Regions from separate parts of the Drosophila melanogaster genome. Here region 1 is linked to region 2. A link is a contact called in public Hi-C data. All regions are on one chromosome and are shown on one strand. The core of a region is the stretch at or near the end of the contact, and the rest is flanking DNA. Distances in the headings are between cores, read along the strand shown. Region 1 holds the start of lncRNA:CR46127 (long non-coding RNA:CR46127). Region 2 holds the start of lncRNA:CR44332 (long non-coding RNA:CR44332).

Region 1 (3,440 bases), core at 120-2,619, 260 kb before region 2:
CTGCAAAATGTTGTAAAATAATATCCCTAACTGCAAAAGAAATGTTAAGCGTCTATATAATTAAAGTTGATTTGCTAATTGTTGTCGGTAAAAAAAACCATAATAATATACCAAAAGCAGTTAAGTTATATTTTTTTACGGATAAAAGTTCTTTGGTTATTGAGTGTGAGTGCAGGACACATAATAGATTTTTATTGCATACTTGCGGGCGACAAGTGAAAGGGCTGCAGTCGAAAATGGGGTGACTTGGCTTGAATTATGACTTGTTTTGAAGAATTGCGGGATTAGGGTGAATTTTTAATGTGTGGGGACTTTAACATTCCATATTCGGAATTAAATTGGAGGGTTAAATCAGACTCAGGGGACCGAATCAGAAATTTATGGTGAAATATGAGGTGAATAACTCCCAAAATTGCAATTCAAATTTTAATTAATTACGCAAGGGTATGGTATTTTTGGGAAATTGGGATTTACCTTCAATTACAATTCAAATATTAACTGATTATTTATTTTCTTAATTGTCCAATCATAAACACAAAATTAAAGTCCTGTTTAATTATTTCTAGTTTGACTCGACTAGATTTCGGTTCAATTAATGTCATGCGGGAATTCCTTGAACTCTTTCACCTAACTGATTTTCCCTTGGCCACATTTTTTTTTACCAGCTTTCATAATGTTGATCAATATCACCTTACGTCCGCAATCCTTGGAGTGTCGTCACAACTCGTTTGTCCAGAGACATGCAATATTTCTCAGCTTATTTCAGACAATGTAGAGCGAATATATATGGAGTCCCAAAGTAAATAACTAAAATTCGCTGGCAGCGAATAAATTAACTTGCATTACGCCCGACACCAATCGCGTCACCGTAAAGTAACAGCCCACAAAAAATAAAATGAAATACAAAGAGAAACACGGCACCAAGTCAAAAGGAAAGAAAAATGGGTAACAAGGCAGAAAAGGCACAGAAAATCAATAGCATATGGCTTGTGGCTTGTTTGGGCCCACAGCTGTGGCCGGCCGGGGTGCCTTATAGCACCCGGATTTTAATTCCGGTTCGGACCCGGACGCGGACACGGGCACCTACTCCGTCGGAGACGGAAGACCGAAGAAGAACTGGCTCTCTAGCCTTCCAGCGTCGAATTCCAGTCGCTGTGCAAAACAGCTGATTCATCATTTTGCCGTGAAAATATACATATAAGATTGTGGATTGTAGGAGATGCGTTTCCGACACTTGGTTTTCAGTGGAAACACTCTTGTTATATAAATGGATAAATCAAATCAATTAAAAAGTGAACGATTAGGTTCTAGTATGTAAGAAATAAACCTGAAGTCCATTGAAAATATTTTCAAAATATTAAAGCGTTAACTACTATTCTTGTATACTTTGGAAAAACTGTCACATTGCGCACAAATTGAAGGGTACAACATGCCGTCATTCCACGACCTCGCGCATGTGCAGCTGAGAGAGAAATGGGAGGAGAGAGATAGGGATTCGAAGAAAGCGGGCGCTGAGAGAAAGTAAGAGGGAGCGAGGAGAGCGCCTTTTAGCCGGCTTTTGCTTGGGTTTTTTGTTGTTGCTTCCCGCTGCTTGTTCAGCCATATGACGTTCGAAGCAAATTGTCTTGCGGTATTACATCAGCGCAGAGTAGTCAAACTTTTATGGCGGCACCTTCACCGCCCATTCCCACGCCTACTTACCACCCACTTGCCACCCAGCGAGCTACCCATGCACCCATCTTCCTGCCCGGCGGCAACAACAAGTGCCGGCTAAGTGTCGCCAATCGGACGTCGGTTGCATGCCACACGCTTATCGATTCAGCTTGCATATGGTTACTGCCATGCTTAATTCTTAGTCACTCCTCGGATCGATCCAGTGCGATTCGGCAAATCCTTGCAGTCAACTGGGCGTCGCCCCGACGTACACTGAAAGAGATATCAAACGAATAAGGCGGAAATACCATATTGAAAAGCAATTTTTTTCAAGAACGGATTACATGTGATTAAAACTGTGAAAACGATGGTAGTAGGAGTCTCTAACAATTAAGTTACAACTTATGCATATAGGAAATCTTTTTGTTACAGCTTGAGAGTTTTTTGTGGAGTGAATTAAATATAAAATTGTTCTCTGTGTACGTTCACTTAACTTATGCCGAGTTATCTCCCACTGACACTCGCAGCTATATCCGGACTATTGTTTCCTCCATCTATAACCATCCGCAATGTCTTCCGCTGGATTGTGTAGAACGCGAGGCGGCTGCCTTTGTTGCTCGGCTATCTTCTGGATGCAGAAAACTGCCAGGAGTTGGCCACTTCCATGCACAACATAGTTTCCACTCTTTGCCGTGTTTCTAAGTTTGTCTTGACACATTTTCTGCGAGCTGACTGTGGATTAGAACTTATATGTTTTGTAGAATGCAGGATGTGCCAACAATTATACTTGCAAATAATTATTTAAGGACTCAGAGCTTAGACGTATGCATTTTTAACAACTATTATATTATTTATAAAATATGATTTGTTACGCTCATCAACGCAGATTGTGAGATAAATGAAGGAAACCTTAATATTCCTTGTGAATCCTGTTAAGCTTTGATATCAAGGGTATTGGTTTCCCTACCCTTGAAGGGTATTATAATAATTGAGAACTTTGAACTTTTATTTCCTTCTTCTGCGGAAAACCCTTCTTATTGCATCTAACGAGGGCAATTTGCACTTCTCTGCCGCTGTCTTCCCACAACACTCGGCTCAATGGCCAGAACTGAAAATGGGGAAACCAGAGGAAAACTCAACCCACTGCGGCCCAGGAGCCCAGGGAGAAGGAACTTTTTTGTTTTGTCTTTTTGGCGATTGTTGAAAACCGATGTTCATCTCCATGGATTTGGTGGAGGAGCTGCAGCCGGGTGAAAAGTTTTCTAATTACTTGAGGTCAAGTGTTCGGAGGTGGTTGGTGTGAAATCAAAAATGAAAAATACTCTTCTGTAAAATGAAACTTGTTTTCCGTTTATATGAAATTGTACTGGAAAACTGTTCTGAATTGTGCTGACGTGTACACAAAAAACTGACTGACTGGTTTAACATTTGAGCGGCTGGCAGTGGGCGAAGCACATGTCGCATGAGAGATTTTCCTTCTTTTTTTTCCATTTTCCGGACTTGTGTTGTTTTCAGGTTGGCAGTTTCAGAGGCAGTCAGTCATTTGGTTATTTGCATATTTTCAACACAAATCAGTGAATCGCATGCAGAGCGAATATAAAATTTTTACATTTCTCAGAAGTTTTTATTTAATCTGCTGCCGTCTGATGTTTACTCTATTTGGGAGAAATTACTTGTGTTTTTTTTTAAATTCGCAATTGGCTTGCAATGCTGATTGTATTTTTATCGATTACATATTATGACGGAACAGAAGTCTCCTTCATGTTTAAAAACTGGAAATCTAAAAG
Region 2 (3,462 bases), core at 658-3,157:
AGTTTTAGGACAGAGTGAGAGTTTGAAGCATAGCTTATAGTGAAATGATTTGAATACACTCTCGGCCGGTTTAAAACAATGAAATGAGACATTTTATAGATAATTATCTCTTCTTGGATACAAATTATACCATTTTATAATTTGAAAGATATAATAAGATCGTGTTTAAACATAGTATTTATTTATTTGATCTTACAAGGTGAAACTCAATCGATAATAGCTAAAAGAGTCCTTGAACAGAATTTGAGTATTAATCCCTACTAAATGTGAGTATAATCATTGAAGAACAGTTAAGGGCTTTTTATGGACATCAAAATGCATAAATTTAACCAATTGAGTTGCAAGCTCGGAAAATGCCAGCAAACTGAAATTCAAGCGGCACGGAGACAACAAATGCAATTAAATTCTGCATACAAATAGTAGCACAGTAAGAAAACTGAGAGTCCCGGTAGGAGGCTGCGTAATTTCATTGCATTCAATTACATGCTGGCAACAATAAAATCCTTGAACTGCCGGCCCACATCCTCCACTTTCCTAAACCACTTGGGCTGACCCACTTGAGCGACCCAGTACTTGAAAATGAGTCTCCAAGGAGCGCGCCACATTTCTTCCTTCTGCCGCCATTGTCCTTGATGCTGTGCGCCATTTTATAATAATTGCAAGCATGGGCAGCAGGACGAAGGGAGGACGGACTAAAGGAAACGCCTAAAAACAAATTGTACGCGACCCTCAACAACAATATATTTTAAGTTCGCACACGCCCACCCTCAGAATTATGCTCCTTTTCGAATTTTTGCTCTGGCGGTTGCTAGATTTCATAAAAGTTGGTGTGTATCTTCCCTGCGTGAAAGTAAAAAAATCAATGTCTTTAAAACCACTTTAGTTCTTTAGTTTATTTTACTAAGAAATTAAAACAATCTTTTACCGCTCTAATAATATTATTTTATAATGACATTTTTAATGTCTAGCCAACACAGTTGGTAAATAGCTGACTAGAAAATGAGATTTCAATCGAAACGCATCATAAGGGCTTGCATTAACATTTCTCATGGTACTTTGAGAGCAAAGAATGTGTTATCACTTCAAGCCCAAATGTGTCCCACTTAAAATAATATTTAACGCCAATTTGCACACAAGCTTGATTTAGTTGGCCAGGTCAGGGTTGGATTTGGACAATTGATAGCCAAGCGAAATTGAATTCATAAATTGAATTTCGGCTAAATGGCAAGCAATCAATAATAATCGAGTTTCCGTTGAATGACACTGATTATAAATGAGAGCTGCATTGCGTGATACAAAATTGTTTATTTCTAGATCGCATTACTCAAAGAACGCGGGAGAAAGCGTAGCGAGCACCCGTTTTTATTTTTTTTTTAAATAAACAATTCAAAGAGAAACAGACCACTATCAATATGGTTTTGATTCGTGCCACTTGTACGGCTTGCTCTTTCTGGGATGGCCACCAGATAACAATCAACGGCAAAGCCAGCACTCGAGCCACATCCACCACTCAGTAGTCCACAGAAACAATTCTCCCCTAAAATCCCCTTCGATCCCCGGGCGGGGCTTTGTTGGTTAGCACATGTAAAATGCCAAAAACTTTGAAAAGGAGCCAAAGCGATAGACATCAATTTGAAAAATGGGCCAAGAGAGCAGGAGCAACGAAAAACAAACACGGCGAACAATGGGCTACCCAAAAGCAGGCGTAGAACATGAGGAATGGATTTGTTTTAGGATTTCGATTTGGAAACACCCAGTATTTGCAACTTGGTTTGTCTATACGTACAGGAATATTTAAAGCAGTGTTTCTTACTTGGAATGAGAACATTTTAAGACTTTAGCCACCCGCCTTGTGAATTAATATTTTGTACTACATTTCATTATTATTATCATTGTGGTTTCATTTATAGTATATAGATATGACTTTCAGTCGGTCCCCGTTAAATGTGTTGTTATACGGAACAGTCCTTTCACGTAAACAGCTATCCCAGGACTCTTGAAGCCAGACGGCGACCTATGTGTACTCAACGTTACTTTTGTGCTGGAAATTTGAGAAGTATAAATTTTGACAGCCAGCTCACACGGACAGACACACGAGATTGCCCTGACCAGCAGGAAGCGAGCAATAAAAAATGTTACATGGATGGCAGGAAGAGCAAACTAACGGACACTTACTGGCACCCACACAGAGACACACTCACTCACACTTAGACGATGGCTGAGCCATAACAAATGCTTGGCCATACGTCACTCATACGCCACGTAGCCCGGCAGGATACGATGCAGGTGGTAGTAAGTCTTAAGCTGCTGTACACAAAAAAAAAAAAAATAGGAAATGGAAGGATTCCCATTTTTTTTTTCTAAGAAACCATATAAAAATATTTTTTATTCAAAAATAAACATTTGTAAATAATTCTAAGGGAGCTTTATGATTATTTTAACAGACATTATTTTAACAGACAGATCTGGTCAAACCCTTTTTAAAAATCAATTTTATTATTATCAGTCGGTTCCAAAACCGTTTCCTGTGCACTTGTCAGCTGCGTCATGCGTACTCAAAATGAAATTCAATAAAAACAAATTGATTGCTTCGGAGGATTTGCGTGCATGCTGAAAGGCAAAGGTAAACACCATCCGCACCCGCATCCGCATTCGCCTCTATTCGGCTTACCCCACCTTTATGTTAAGTGGCACCTGACAGATTGTCAGCAGAGGCGAGGGCGACAAACTAACGCTGCGAGCTGACTTTCTGAAAGGCTGGGAGAGGGTATGTACCTCAAGCACGTCGGTCGATCAATATTTGGCCAGCGGCGAGGATTTATGCCAGCTCATTTGACTGCGTGCCTGCCATACAGTCCTAGTGTTTCCGACTTGACAACTTGATTTGGATGCGAGAAGCCAATGCCCAAGGCCTGCTCTATTCCCTGCCACACACATGCCGTGAAGTCCTGGCATAAATTCCGAAAGTAGAAAATATCGTTTGTTGCTCATTTGATGTGCGCTCACGCATGATTCCATCGGACTTTCCGGCTGTGTTTCAAGGCGATTTATGTGAAGGACAGCAGAAGTTTGCTTTCGCATTTGGGCAAGGAGCATAAAACACATTAAAGTCCCTTTTGCGATCGCCATAAAAGTCAAGTCAATTCGCCTGCTTGACCCTCGAACGGCACACAGAAATATTGTACTAAAAAGGTGAACATTAAAAAATCATGAAATCTCTACGAGCTACGAGCAAAGTGTACTGAAATCTCGAATGTAATGCTATTTCTTTCGGGCTTGAAGAAAATCCAGACAAAATTTTAAGCACTTACCGAAAATCTCCTCGAGATAGATGAGTAATAACCGATTCCATATTTCTTTTCTTTCATTTGTCTTTTGCATCAGCAGCAATCAGCCTCATGCACCGAAACAAAAAAATAAGTCTAAAAAAATCATTTAATTAAGAATTACATAATACGACAT

The links. A called contact is a pair of places that touch in the nucleus more often than the background predicts.
Region 1: a Hi-C map of the Kc167 cell line shows a contact between it and region 2, with 2.1 times the contacts expected there. A contact is called at or near these places in 8 of 107 Hi-C or Micro-C datasets (the Kc167 cell line, the Ras3 cell line, the S2 cell line and 2 more).

The regions. Positions count from the first base shown.
Region 1 is chr3R:7,882,370-7,885,809 of dm6, reverse strand. lncRNA:CR46127 (long non-coding RNA:CR46127) reads left to right here and starts at 1,369. Exons shown (of 1, transcript NR_133360.1): 1 at 1,369-2,117. All of the region lies in intron 2 of CG17816, which reads left to right.
Region 2 is chr3R:7,625,735-7,629,196 of dm6, reverse strand. lncRNA:CR44332 (long non-coding RNA:CR44332) reads left to right here and starts at 1,907. Exons shown (of 1, transcript NR_125101.1): 1 at 1,907-2,315. The region is part of intron 1 of Nlg3 (Neuroligin 3); the gene reads left to right.